Linked DNA regions of Mus musculus: region 2 is linked to region 1. The links are chromatin contacts, called in public Hi-C maps. All regions are on one chromosome and are shown on one strand. Each heading gives the region's core, a stretch centred on a gene start, on an enhancer-like site or on the middle of the called end of the contact. The rest is flanking DNA. Distances are from core to core; before and after follow the strand shown. Region 1 overlaps Gm36723 (a long non-coding RNA gene). Region 2 has its middle 31 kb from the start of Gm29968.

Region 1 (7,481 bases), core at 2,444-4,943:
TATGTTCAAATCTGGGGATGGGGTGTGTGCCTGGCTGAATGGCTGGCATTTTAGGTGTACTAATGACCGGTAACTGGACTGAAATTCTAATTTCTTACTGTGGTCAAATACAATGAATTATTAAAAGCAGCAGTGGGAGAAACAAAATGGTACATCATTTCCAAAACAGGAGCAAGAAAGCGCCCCATCCTGGCTCCTCCATCCACTGTGTGCCATAGTCTGAAGTAGACCCAGCTTTCATTCTTTTTTAAGTATTTGTGTGTGTGTGTGTGTGTGTGTGTGTGTGTGTGAGAGAGAGAGAGAGAGAGAGAGAGAGAGAGAGAGAGAGAGAGAGAGAGAGTAAATGTAAATGTGTGGGCACTTTCGCTTTTGTGCCAGTGTGTATATGTAGAAATCAGAGGACATCTTACAGAAGTTGCTTCTCTCCTTTTACTATATGGATTCCAGGGATCAACTCAGGTCCTCAGACTTGGTCACAAGCACCTTTACCTGCTGAGCCACTTTGCAGGTTCTATTTACATATTTTTGAGGCAGGAAGTGCTGACTATTAACTTGACCCAAATTAGAATCATCAGAAAAGACAAGAACCTCAGTTGAGGAAATGCCTCCACGAAATCCATTTTCTCAATTAGTGACCATTTGGGAGTTGGGGGAGGCCAGCTTGGGTGGGAACATTCCTAGGATGGTGGTTCTGGGTTCTAGAGGAAAGCAGGCTGAGCAAGCCATGAGGAGTAAGCCAGTAAGCAGCACCCCTCCTTGGGCTCTGCATCAGCTCCTGCCCTGACTTCCTCCAATGATGGACTGATCTGGAAGTGTAAGCCAAATAAACCTTTTTCTCCTCAACTTAATTTTCGGCCATGGTGTTTCATCACATCAAGAGAAGCCCTGACTAAGACACAGGGTTTCTTGGAGTCCAGGCTGACCTCAGTTTTGTGTTGTGGGGAATGACTTTGAATTCCTGCTCTTCCTGCATCCATTCATCCATTCCCCAAGTGTTGGGATGGTGGCTATGCATCACCTCGCCCAGCTTTCCTTGTATTGTAGAGTGAAGTGCACTGCTAACGGCTGTAGTGTTCCAGTTGGATTGTCCTTAAGTTAATCTCACCAACACACACACACACACACACACACACACACACACACACACACACACACGTGTGTGTATATATATGTAATAAATGCCAAAACAGCCATGAACTCTGGGTTTCTCAGTTTCCTTGGATATAAAATGGAATATTAAAAAGCACCTGAAGCTATAGGGAACGTACAATGGGTTGATACTTGAGAAGAGTTAGTGCTATCTTGTTTGGCTTCTTCCAAACCGTATTCAGACACTGAGACTCAGAGGCCTTGGTGCAGTGATGGTCATTCAGCCGGGGAGCCATGATTAAACTTGAACCCAGATTTGTGTATTTTTACAAAGTCAAGGCTTTTCCTGCTGAAGGTCAGTCTCCCTTGTAACTTCTCCACAGAGCCCTGTGTTTGGTGCACAGTGGGTAGATGTGCCCATGGTTCTGAGCCTCCAGGGCTCTGAGTTGGCTGTAGTAGTCTTAGGGACCTCCCCCAGTCACTTTGCATAACCAGGGGCTGCCCAAGGCTGTCCCATCAGTGTCACCTGACATGGTAGATGTTTTTCTTAGAAATCCCAAATACATGTTGTTGTTTCTAAAGTTTAACTTTCCAAAGGACATTCTTAGACCTAGCTGTAAAATCCCATAAATTAAATTGAAATTGGTCACGTTTATGATGGAGCTGTGAAAAAAAACCAAAAAACCCGCAAGTGTTACGGATTTATGGCCCTGGGCTCATATTCAGCTGCTCACCGCTTCTGCTTCTAGGTCTTTCTATGCTGTGTGGGGCAAAATTTATATTTGTGAGTGAGATCATTATAAATCTTTTATGTACCACAAGTGCAGTTTTAAATGTTAGCAGGCATGCAGAACTAGGCCCAGGAGGTACCTGCTGTATTTCATGGATTACAGCTCCTCTTGTAGCTGGCAAAAATCAAATTCCTTAAAACCTCAAACCCAAACTCAAATGCTGAACTTTGCGCTTGCATCTGACTCTCTCTGGAGAGGCAGACTTTGTGACAGAGCTTGAGGCTCAGAATGTTGTTAAAAACAAAAAGCTTCCCACTGTCTCCCTCCCCCTACCCTTTCCATCTTCCATAGCCTAACATAACCTAGGCAAGGATTCTATTACTGAACTACATTCTCAGATCGAAAATTATCATCTTTGACCTGTTTTGTTGTTGTTGTTTGTTGATTTATTTTCCTTACTTTCCTCTCTCTCCCTTCATTCCTTTCTTCCTTTCCTCTTTCTTTTCTTCCTTTTTCCCTCCCTCCTCCTTCTCTCTTGGCAAGGTCTCACAGTGCAGTCCAGGCTTGCCTGGAACTCGTTATGTCACCCGTGCTGACATTACACCTGAAGCCATCTTTCTGTCTTCATGCCTTAGCCTCCGCAATGCTGGGATTACAGGAATAAACTACCTTACCCTGCAGCTATATTATTTGTGGTTTTAAACACAACCTTCACGAGCAATTGTGGTAACCTATGCCTCTAATCCTAGCACTTAGAATGTGGGGACAAAAGGACCAGAAGTTTGAGGCCATCCTGGACTACTTGAGACCCTACCTCAATAGAATAAAAATGAACCAGAATAAAATCAGATAAAAGCCTTCAGGCATAGCCGTTTCCCAATGTCCATTCTACTCTCTGGTTATCTTATTTGGTTGGTAACAGTTCTTCCTGGCTAAGAAGATAACTAGGTTGTTAAAATGCTTGCCAAAGAATCAGGAGGCTCTGAGTTTCCAGCCCGGAACTAGTGAAAAATGCTGGGCTTGCATTCCCAGCACCAGGAGGCAGAAATAGGAAGATCCTGGGGCTCGTTTGACAGTCTGCTTAGCCTTGGCAATGGCCCAAGGAAGTGAGGGATTCTGTCTCATACTGCAATGTGGACAGCTCCTGAGGAATGAGGTTGACCTCTGGCTTCCACATACATGTACACACAGGTGTACCTTCATATATACACATGTGCATACACACGCTCGGACAGACAGACAGAAAGACACACACACACACACACACACACACACACACACACACACACACACTTAAGACACACAGGTATACCTTCATATATACACATGTGAATACGAACACTCGGACAGACAGTCAGAAAGAAACACAAACACAAACACATACACACACACACACACACACACACACACACACACACACACACGTTGTTTAAAGAATCTAGAGGCTATTGTCCTTGATCTGTGCCCTGTGTCATCTCTCTATGCAGTAGTTATCCTCCTGCTTTTTGGTTCCATCCCAGAACTCACCTGACCCCTCCTCATGAAGTTCTGCTCCTGCCTCTGCTCTAATTCCTTGATCACCTACTGAGCACCAAACATCAACATCCTCTTCTCAGGTTCCTCTAACATACTAAAACGAACACAGTTTGTTAACCTAAATTCAGCTTTCTGAGCCTTTGTATGTCCCAACTATGGCTTCAAATCCTGTGAGCCCAGCAGGTGTGAAACCAAAGCCGAGCAGCCTTTTTTTTTTTTTTTTTTTTTTTTTTTTTTTTTTTTTTTTGTCACAGGGGAGATGAGTACTTCCACAATTGGAGTGTGGAGGAGACCAGAGGGCCAGGCGCCCAGGGAGGAAGCACAGGGTGTCTCCAGTGGAATAAATTATCTGCAAGGGTTGTGGTTAGTGTTCAGTCTGAGTGAGGCCCACACAGCTGGGACACCCTGTACTTTTGATCTGGCCTTTCAAGCTTGGGTGATGCCAGGAAATTGCCTGTAATGGACTGAAGGCTGCAGTATAGAAAATGAGAAGGGATTGTTATAAAAACAATGGGGCCTACTTCCCTGCCCTCCCTTCCCACACCTGCTTTGTGCACAGAGTCCATCTTGGCTCCAGGAGGGGGTGCGGGGTGGGGGGGACTGGAACCGGGTGCCTGGAACTCAAGGGCTGTTTGGCTGCAGACTGACTAGTTTGTGGGCAGGGACCTTTCCTGGGCTCTGAGGCACACCGGCTGTGTCAGACAACCACGACACATGTCACTGAGTCATCTCTAGCAACCCAGTCATTTCGGCCACAGGAAGTTGGGCACCTGCACTCCTCTTTTGAAAATAGCTAGCAATAGGGTGGGTGGGTGGGGGTGAAAGTGTTCAGTTGATTGACTTGGCACTCACGGCCACACCCTACCTTCAAGCATGGTGGATATATGAGCAATTTCAGAAGGGTACTGCAGTGTTACCCCTGGGTGCCTGTCATCACAGGACTTGAGAGTTCCTTTCCATAGTGAAGAGAGAAGGGGGTCATCTTGCATGCATTGTACCCGACACCTGTCAGGTGGGATGGGAAAGATTTCCTTCCTTCCTTTCATGCTAGCCCTGGGAGCATCGTCCGAGGGTGGACTTTCCATGGGACTGGTGGTGCCTGACAGGTGCGAGTGCAGAGGGCACAGAAACAGCTGATTTGGCCACAGGCATTAGAAATCTCTTCTGGCTTCCTATTTCCATATGACTATATGTCCTCAGGGACTGACATGAGTTCAGGATAGTAGTCTCCCTTAGGGGAAAGTCCTGACACCAGTTAGGTCATCACAGCAGAGCAAGCGTTTCATTTGTAATCATGCGGAGGTGGCAACTTAATACTCTGAAGTTTTCTACTACAAGGCAACTGCATTTGCTCCATGTAAGTCTGTGGTATAGACACTTTTAATGTCCTCTCCCACCATGCAATGGGACCATTGCCAAGCCTAAGAATATTACAAAACAAGTCGGAGGAAGGTAGGTTTAAAGTCGATGAAGAATACATTAATGGGCATAGAGGCAGAACCATGAGTGGCATACATTCCCAGTACCATGCAGGACAAGAGACGACACAAGGCACACCCAGAGACACCTACATGAGGCACCAACAATCTCTTTGCTTTAGAAGTGAGCGGAGATATATTGGAGTAGCAGTTTTCAATCTATGTGTTAAGAACCCTTTGGCAGGGTTCACATATCAGATATTCTGAATATCAGATATTTACAATTCACAACAGAAGCAAAATTACAGTTATAGAGTAGCAACAAAATAATTTTATGGTTGGGAGCCACTTCAACATGAGGAAGTGTACTAGTGGGTTGCAGCAAAGGAAGGCTGAGAACCACTGCATTAGAGAGACGTTTGCAATAAACTTTGTCATAGCAGATGAAGACGAAGAACACAGTCACATGGTTCAGCTTCTATGCCAATTAATGTGTTCTCTATGGTTGTGATGGTTAATCTTGGGGGTCAGATAAGGATGGGGAAAATGGAAGATGAAATCCTGCTGAGGCCTAGGTATGTGTGTGTGTGTGTGTGTGTGTGTGTGTACCTGGAGTAGGTACTTGGGTACCTAGTTACCACATACATTGCTCTGCAGTAGCAGTGAACATATATTTTATTCACAGGATGTGTTATTCTATATACTCTGCTAGTATTGCTCATACCGTATTGCTGAGGCCTAGCTGTCTCTGCTATGTTATTCATAGCCTTCCACCATCAATATCCCTAAATGGTGTTTATTTTTTAAAGATTTGGTTTAATTTTAATTATGCATATATGCATGTATGTCTGCCTGTGTTTGTAGTTGCATGTGTATGCAGATGTTCAAGGAAGGAAGTGTTGGATGCCCTGGAACTGAAGTTACAAAGATTGTGAGCAGCCTAACTAACATGGGTGCTGAGAACTGAACTCGGGTCCTCTGCAAGAGCAGAGTGTTCTTAATTGCTAAGCTGTCTCTCCAGGCCCTTCTAATAGCTATTTATAACTCTGATTTCTTTTGTCATCAGGAAGCCAGCCTCATGTGGACCAACATTTCTGAGGTCAGGTGGCTGTGTTTTCCCTCATGTCTACATGGCATATAGTACTTTCTTTTTTACGTTTAAACATCAGTATCTGACGTGGGAACTTAACAGTTCTTTGAGAAAGTCAGTTGGGTGGTGTTTTGCTGGAGCAAACATATGAAGGAATGTTGAAGTGGACACAGGTGTGAAAGTCTAAGGCAGACTCAGGTTGAGGGAAATATTAAAAAGAACTGGCACACTCCTGCTCTTGTGCTGGCAAACTGGCGGGCAATGGCTGACCTGTTTTTTATCTCGTGGAGACTCTGATTCAGTGTTCCAAAATCTCTCCACTCAGCTCGTAAGTTCCTACTGGTGGGTCGGGTCACTTCCACACCAGCCTCATGCTTCAAAACCCCCATGGCCTTTGTGGTGCACGTCTGGCAAACCCATGCTTTGCTGCCATACCTTTCTCTCTTGAACCCAGACGAGCCTCCGCATGAAGGAAAAGGCAACACAAACTTAATTTAGAAACAACAGTAACTCAATTGCTGGGCACAACTACTAAAATCCTAACTTGTAAGCCTTTTTAAATCTAAGTCCTCCAGAGGTGGATCCGTCATTGAAACTAGGAGACACTTGTAATTACTTCTTGCCTTCATGCTATCCCTGTCCAAAAAGGACCTAACTCTCTCCTGCTTCCTTTTTTCCTCCATCCAACCCAGAAGTCCCTCCTACTCACCCAGTGATTGGCTCCTTTATTCCTTAGGGGATTGGTTCACAAGAAGTCACCTGAGTATGACTCGCTCCTTTTCTGCAGCCCCTTTCAGGAGAGCAGAATTAGCATCAAAATACAAACAGCACCAGGCCCATCCACAACAGACTCATGAAGGAATATTTCACTGAAGCAGACACAGGAGAGATGTTCTGCTAATGTAAACACATGAAAGGACATGTGATAAAGGATTCTTTGCTAGTAACATGTATAAATTGGCCCGCCTTACATTGCATAGTTGAACCACATTTGTCAGAACGCCATAGAGAGAAGTGCACCAAAAAACTTCTAGTGGTGTGCCTCAGTTTCTTGCCACTTCTGTGGACTCAGGCTGATTAGATGCACATGCTGAGGCAAGACCTGTGCTGAAGCAAAACCTGTACTGAGGCAAGGCATGTGGAGAACAGGTGATGTTTGGATGGTATAAATAGGACTCCACAGAGTGACAGAGACAGAGCTTGGAATTGCTGGTCCAGATAGCTTTGTAATACTTGTGGGTCTCCCTTCTTCTCTGATCTTTGCTTCCCTGAGAGAGGCACAGCCAAAAACTTCTCTTAGTGTTCCTCCAGGTTCCTTCTGCTGACTCAAGCTAAGGCTGAGGCCTGGCTGTCTCTGCTAGGACATGTCACTGCTGTTGCCAACCTGACTCTACCGAACTAGATTGCTGGTGATTCTGTGAAGTGTTTGCGAGTGGATCGAGCTACCTCTGAACTGAACTGCCGATTTCCAGACAACACAGACGTAATTGTTTCAGAGAACCTTTCTAAACAGGTCCACCTCTCTTCTATCCTTTCTTTCCTTCTACCTCTTGTGGGAGATGGGCTAACAGGTAGGTTAAAGCATTTAACAATCATTAAAAATAAGGTTTGAAAAAA
Region 2 (7,573 bases), core at 4,678-7,177, 850 kb after region 1:
AGAGTAGCATGGCTCTAACCTTTACTTCACACAATCAAACATGGCAGCACCTTTGCTCATCATGTAAACCTTTGAATATTCACAACGAACCCCACTTTCCAGATGTAGAAACAATTGAGGACGACTCTGGGCATCAATAATTAGCAGGAACCCAGATGGTCCTCACCATGTTCCTGTGATGTCTAAGTAAGAACTCATTCCATCACTCCCAGATGACACATCCCCAGCCCTGATGGCTTCAGGATCTATAGTTCTGCTATCATCCACTTTCCTGTACAGAGGAGATGGCACTTTCTTTGCTGAAGGTTGAGGTCCCAGAGGCTTGCAGGCTCCAACATATTGTGTGTTACTCTTGGTCTTTCCTCAGGCTGGCATACATAAATGATGAGCCTTGGGATAAGCAGTAGTGGTCCCATGGCAACAGCTGCATTTTCAGTAGTCTCTCTAAGGTGTTTTGTCTCCTCCCTCAGTGTCTTTTTGACCCTTCACACTAAGACATGAAGCCAGAGTTCAGTGTCTGTTGAAGACTTGTGTGCTTTCCCTGAGTCATCTGGACTGGATGCCATACAGAGACTTCACTCACCACTTCCTATTTTCATTCCATGGTCTTATTTACTCATTTCCCAATAACACTTAATACATTTCCTCATAATTGGCCTCTAGACTGAAGGCTGTAACACAGACACCAAAAGACCAAATCAAGATTCAAAAAAAAAAAAAAGAGCAAAATATTCCCATTTCAGATGGAGGAGCAGATGGGGCTCTTGGCACATCTAGGATTTAAACTGACCCTGTGCATCAAACTAGTGAAGACAGGCTGTCAGTGGTGACGAGCAACACTAGAGAGACATACTTTCCCTCTCAGCTTGCACTGGAGTTCTGCAGCTCTTTTCTTGGAGCTGTGTGCACTGAGAGGGAAACAGCAGCAGCTCTGCAGATGCTCTTGGACCTGAAAGGCAGCTGTGGAGTACAGACAAGCCTGGATATGCTCTGCTCCACTTGCCTGGGGTCCTTCCAGCTTGGGGACTTTCAGTCTTCTGCATCACCAGTGGAGACTGGGAATGCAGCCCACCTGCTCCTCCCCACTAAGGCATGAAAAGGGAAGGGATATGTGCATGGGGCTCTGTGCAGGGGGCTTGCACGTACTAGATACTCAATAAACTTGGCTCCCTCTGCTTTCTAGATGCTAAGCTAACGACATGAAGCTCTTAGAAGATCTGTGTTCATGACTGTCTCTTTTCATAGCTGTAAAGATGAGGACAAGGTGGGTAGCTCTGACCAGCTCTTGGATGACATTTAGAAAATAAACTGTACACAGGACAAGTGCAATCAGCACGCACTTGAGACAGAACGGCCTTTTGATAAACTCATTTTGAGCTCTGCACATCTTTAAAAGGTGGCCATCTTGAGCAATCTTTGCACACAGATCTTAAAGCTATTCAATTATCAGAACACAAATATCATGTTTCCTAGCTGTCTGACAAAAGTGACTCAAGGAAGGACATATGTATCCTAACTCACAGACTGAGGGATTGTCATAGGAAGGAAGTCACAGGTACAGAAATGGCTCCAGCTGTGACAGCTGGAACATGAAGTAGCTGCTCACATCATGTCCACAGTCTGGAAGCAGAGAGACTTGGATGTTGATGTTCAGCTCATTTTCTCCTTTGTATTTAGTCCAGAACTCCAGCCCACAGGATGCTGCCACTATCTTCAGGGTAGATCTTTGCTCCTCAGTCAAACTTCTCTGGAAGTACTCCCATTGGTACATTCGTGTGGTGTGTGTGTGTGTGTGTGTGTGTGTGTGTGTGTGTGTGTGTGTGTGTGTTCTCACGATGGATCTCATCCAAGCCAGGTTGACAATGAAGATTATCTAACCAATCACTGCAGATAACAGGCAAAAGATTATCTTAGTACAAAAGTCTATCATTTATTCAAGCTCCATGCTTCTAGAAGCAGGAATAAGGAAATGAGCTGGAAATGAATGGAGAGGCCACACCCCTGCACCTTCGTGGGAGGTCACATCTTGAAAATGATTTTTTCTCTAGATTTAGATGTCACTGGTGAAGAGGAGAGAGTCTAGCTCAGGGCAAAAGGAACAAATGAAGGAAGACCCTCCACAGTAGAAGAGAAGTTCCTTAACCATGTGTTCCCAACATACCCCAGGAAAGCCCAAGAGAAATAACATGGCCCAAGGTCACACATTATAAAGCCCAGATGCTAGTGACTCTGAGCAGAGCTTGCCAGTTAACACGACAGGCTCACTTAAGATGCTCTAATAGCTGGGTAACGCTCAGCTTTTTACTCTGAAATTCCAGAAGCACCAGATGTTTGAGAAGTCTTCAGTATGGAAGGGGAATCCAAGAACAAGGGCATGTAAAAGAAACTGCCTGGGTTGTAATGAAGTATCCACAAAGATTTATGCCTTGAAGGAAGGGTTGGACTCCAGCCAGGGAATTGAATCCAGAAGGTTCTGATTGGTCAATGGATTAATCCCTTGGTGATGTAATTGGACTGTGTGGTAGGAGGTGGTGGGAACCAGGAGGCAGTGCCTGGCTGGAGGAGGAACATCACCGGGGGATGAGTCCGGGAATGATATAATCTGTCCTCAGCCTCATTCTCCCTCCTTCTCTGCTTCCTGGCTGCCACTAAGTGAGCAGCTAGGCTCCTCCATGTGGACCTGTTGAGATGCTGTTCTTCACCATGGACCAGAAACGAAGCAGCCAGCCAACCATGGACTAGCCCTCACTAGAGAGCCTTAGCAACCATTCCTTTGTATACTGTTTCTCTTGGGTATTTGTAAAAGGGTGGCATGAGCTTGTATTTATAATGGGGGATGGCACTTACTAACTCACTGAGGCAAGAGAATATACAGAAGAGAACTTTTACAACTTGATTTGACTTAGGGTTGGGGATGTAATTTAGTCTTGGAGTTTACAAGTCTGCTCATGACCTTAGCTTCAGTACCCAGCACCTCAGGGCACAGGTTACCCATATGTGCTGATATATATTTTTATTTAATATCATCAACTATCGAGTGTGAGCCTCAACTTTTGTGGAAACATTGTTTCTGGGCACATTAAATATCATCTTTTACATGAAAGAGGCACTCTTGCTTTCCACAGTCGGCTGCACCTATTATGTAGATGTCCTAAGTTCTAAGGAAAAAGGAAAAAGAGGAAAAAGATTTGAGGGAGTTCACCCAGGGACCTAAGGGGGAGAGTATGATGAAGGTCTTTAGTTTTTACTGAGTCTTCTATTAGTGTTTTCAGATTATTTATTTATTGTACATGTAACACATATGTACACACACAAAAGTCAGAGGATAACTTGCAGGAATTGGTTCTCTCCATCTGTCATGTGGGTTCCAGGGAGTGAACTCAGTTTTTCAGGCTTGGCTTCAAACTAGCCTTAACCACTGAGCCATCCCACTACCCCTCACTAGTCTTTGACTTTTTTTTCATTAATTAATTTATTTATTCACCTTAATCCTCCCCAGTCCCTCCCCCAATTCATCCCCTCCCTTCTCCTCTAAAAGGGGGGCCATGTCCCTGATATTATGATTGAAAGCAGAGCATTGGTCTCTTTTTATACACCTCTTTCCATGTGTTCTGATCCATCCTTCCTTAAGGCATTCTTCAACTAGGTCTCATCATGGTATGTCTTTGTGAGGGCCTCTATTGCTAAGGCGCAGATCAAAATGCAATTAGAACTTAAGACTATAAGGACTTAGACTAGTGGTTCTCAGCCTTCCTAATACTGCGACCCTTTAATACAGTTCCTCATGTTATGGTGATTCCAATCATAAAATTAGTGTCATTGCTACTTCATAACTGTAATTTTTCTACTGTTATAAATTGTAAATAAAGTATTTTCTGATGGTCTTGGGTGACCCCTCTGAAATGGTCATTTGGTCCCTAAACAGGTCACAATCTGCAGGTTGAAAACTGCTGCCTTAAAGTAACCTCCCACTCACAGGGAATGTGTTCTAAGATCCCCAAGGGATGCTATAAACAGTATCAGCCCCAAATGCAACAAATGTGTATGTTGTTCATACACACACAAACCTATGACAAAGTTTACTTTATCAACAAGGTGCAGTATGATTATCACTGTAACAAAATAAACTAAACTTGCACTATGATAGAGTCGACAGCACTATACTTGGGCTCATTATTTAATAAAGCAAAGGGCATCTGAGCTCAGTGCTGGAAATATTTAAGAGCCAATCTGGTCTCTAGGATGCTGGTTCTGGGACTAGCGAGCAGGACCATTAGAATCCATTAGGTTCAGGAGTGAGTCCGTAACTCACATCCCAGGAGAGATTTCACAGACTTTAACATATTTCCCAGCACTGAAAACAATTGACAGTCTGTTCTTACATCACTTGTTTCTAACATTTTTCATTTAATATTTTCAGACTGAAGTTGACAGAACACCTAAAGAATGGAAACCACATATTGGGGTTGATAAAGAGTGGGGTACTCTTCACCTGTGAGAGTGAAATTAAGGCACTCAGGGGTACGGCTACTGTTTTTGAAGTATCAGTCAGGGTCTGTTTCAACTGCTGCTCCATTTATAGGGACAGTGTTTGACTTCTGGGTTCCCCCAGCATAGTACTTCCCATCAGCTCCTTCCCTCCCCACTGGACTACTTTGGGAGGAAGGCCTGTGCAGATGTAGACAGCACAGAGCAGAAGGGTGGGCATCCTGTAGACCCAGCCCTCACTTCAGTCTGTCCGCCTGGCCCTATGCTCACCAGGCTGGCAGATTTGTCAACAATTCCCGGTGCTCACCAGGAACTCACGTGAGAGCTGTTCATTCAGGCAAAGAAGGCAAGCGTCCATGCAACTGCCCTGTCACATAGAGAGGAGATGTAACATATGTTGTTGCTGCCATTAAGACATCTAAAGGACGTATTTTAAATCGCCTAGGAAACAGCAAATGGAAATAAATGAAATATACAAATGCCTAGGAGAGGAAATTGTATCTTAGGTAAGTGGTCAGAAAAGGCTTCATGGAGAGACTAAATCTTAACATCAGTCACAATGACTAAGTGACTTTTGTCACATCCTTATGTGTTACTGTGGGATGTCTATCTCTCAAGATCCCATTCCATGACTCTCGCTGATGGCCAGCTCTGCTGTGTTCCAGATATTTGCCCTAATGCTGGGAGCACCATTGTACACAGCTCCATTGTCCTCCTTGGAAGTTCTAACCCACTTCTTTAGTATATCCACACTAGAGATACTTGATTGGTATCTACTAGAAAGACTTGCTAGAGAAGCTAAGTGGATGCTCCCCTTAGCTGTGTAGCAACCTCCTATCAGGATCCCTGCTGCTGGTGACTGCTGGGACTCATTGCATGTCTACTGAGGCATCTCAGACTATCCCATCGCCTGCTGTCTGTAAGCCTGAATAAGACCAGGCTGGATGGTGCACAGGCTCTCTGTCCCTTCAAATGCAGCCCTGCTGCCTCACTGGTCCTATAAAGTGCAGTACTGTCAACAGCTAAGTAATCGCTTTTGCCATCTGTCATTTCAAAGACCGGATTCTCAAACTGAAATCCAGACTCAGTGGAAATGATGATGCTTCTCTTAGCTTAAGGCCCTTTCTGTGGACTCTCACCTCTTGCAGGCCAGGAATGCTAACCTTGCCTGGATGCATCAGCCTCAGAGGTAAAAACCGAGCAGCAAGCCAGGGGCTCACAGCAACACTGGGGTAATCTCAGCCCTCAACAGAAGAGGCAAGGTGAGTGTTTATTTGTGTTAGCGAGCATTTTGCCTAATGCTGAGGAAGAGAAGGGTTTATTTTCCACTCCCATTTACACCAGCTGCTGCGAAGCCGCAATAAAGGCTCTGGGCGCAGCGCTCTGGCCGTAGATCACGGAGAGGCCCAGCTGCAGATGGATGCGGCAGCTGGTCCAGAGAGGTACTGTGGCAACCCCCACCCCCCAAAACAGTCAGGCTTGGGACACAGGGAGCAGCTCACTGACTCCCTCATATCCCTCTCCAGATTTATGAAGCAGGAAGCAGCCAGCCAAAAACACAAAGCAGAAATGGTCCAACTGTTTGCCTCATTTTTTTTCTTAAAGCAAACACACACCTAGTTCATCCTTAGTTAGTCAAGAGCAAGGACCTTTCTGCTACAGCTGCCTGGAAATCAGATATTTGAACCCAAAGGCCACTGTTGTGAAAGTGACCTTAGGGCTTAGAGTTCCAGTGCTTAGAGTTTCTGACCACTGGGGACCATGAAGGAGAAATAGATGACACTGGGTATCTACTGGGAACCAGTCAGATGGTACAACCATTTACTCTTCTCTAATCTCCAACAGAGATTAGATGACGATTAGATGACGATTAGATGAAGGAGATCTGTGCATCCTGCTCTGGTAGACATAGAGACATGTCCCTCGCCATCAAGGGACATGCCGCTATGTGGAGCTATCTATGACCTTGAGAACTTCCAGGGGGCACCATTTGACCTCTGTGTCCCCATGCTTCTTAATAGAGGCTCTATGGGTTATATTCATTTGCTCTGCGTTAGCCTGTGTAGACCTTGAAATCTCAGATGATGTTAGCAAACATCATAGCCCTCTGCCTGCCCCCCTCACGCTTCCCATCTCTAACACTTGCTTTATGTCGAAGAAAACTAAAGCTCCAATATCCAAATAGCCGTGGCACGCAGCGGCCGTGAGGGAGGGCTGGAGGCATTGCATACCCTCTGCTAGGTCCTCCTCTTGATGTAAATGTTCCTCTTGCTGCCATTGGCCAGTGAGACTAAGGTGTGGCACACATGGAGCTGCTTTCTCAGGCTCCCTGCTTCTTCCTAGGGATACAAAGCCAGAAGGTCTGCCTTGTTTGACTAGCCATTCACTTGCTGGAACTAGGAAGAGGCAGTGGGAGGAGCAGATCAGCTCTAACTCCTTAAGACTAGAGAAAGAGCTGGGATAAGTAGAGTTCTGCAGTCGCAAGCTCAGGGACCTGACTGCGATCACTTGAACCCCATGAGAAAGACAGACATGGTCGCAAGTGGTTATAATCGCAGCACCGAGAAAGTGGAGCGAGGATGGTGCCTCACTGCCCGGTTGGGTTAATATGTTTGGCAATTTCCAAGCTAGTAAGAGAGACCAACAAAGAACTGTGGATAGTGCCTCTACTCATCCTCTGTCTCTCTCCTCTATCTCTTTCTCACACACACACACACACACACACACACATATACTCACTGACACACACATACTCTCTCTCTCTCTCTCTCTCTCTCTCACACACACACACACACGCACACGCACAAATGCAGATCCTCACACAGTTTGCCTCCAGTACCCATGAGACTCACCCAACCTCGGATGGAAAACACTCACATGCCTATGTGCCGGGCATTTATGACTCCTGTCATGCCGTTGTTCCAGGCACCACACATATCACATTTATTACATTGCACTCATCTAAGAGAACACTCAAAGCATGCGTAGGCATGGATTTAGGTGTAAATCCTGCCTGATTTTATCAAGGGACTCAGACATCATTAGATTTTGATATAACAGAAGGTCTTGGAACACATCCCCTGCA

Evidence for each region. A called contact is a pair of places that touch in the nucleus more often than the background predicts.
Region 2: a contact with region 1 is called in a Hi-C map of uterus, with 8 times the contacts expected there. The contact joins two enhancer-like sites. A contact is called at or near these places in 3 of 484 Hi-C or Micro-C datasets (DN3 thymocytes and uterus).

The regions. Positions count from the first base shown.
Region 1 is chr12:25,434,853-25,442,333 of GRCm38.p6, forward strand. The region is part of intron 9 of Gm36723 (a long non-coding RNA gene); the gene reads left to right. Among named protein-coding and RNA genes, the nearest start is that of Gm36886, 36 kb to the right of the region's middle. Within about 2 kb of position 3,694, at least 88 of the 459 cell types and tissues checked have an H3K27ac peak or open chromatin away from gene starts, as enhancers often do. A contact at or near this core is called in uterus, where this site is marked.
Region 2 is chr12:26,280,229-26,287,801 of GRCm38.p6, forward strand. No RefSeq gene overlaps it. Among named protein-coding and RNA genes, the nearest start is that of Gm29968, 31 kb to the left of the region's middle. Within about 2 kb of position 5,928, at least 11 of the 459 cell types and tissues checked have an H3K27ac peak or open chromatin away from gene starts, as enhancers often do. A contact at or near this core is called in uterus, where this site is marked.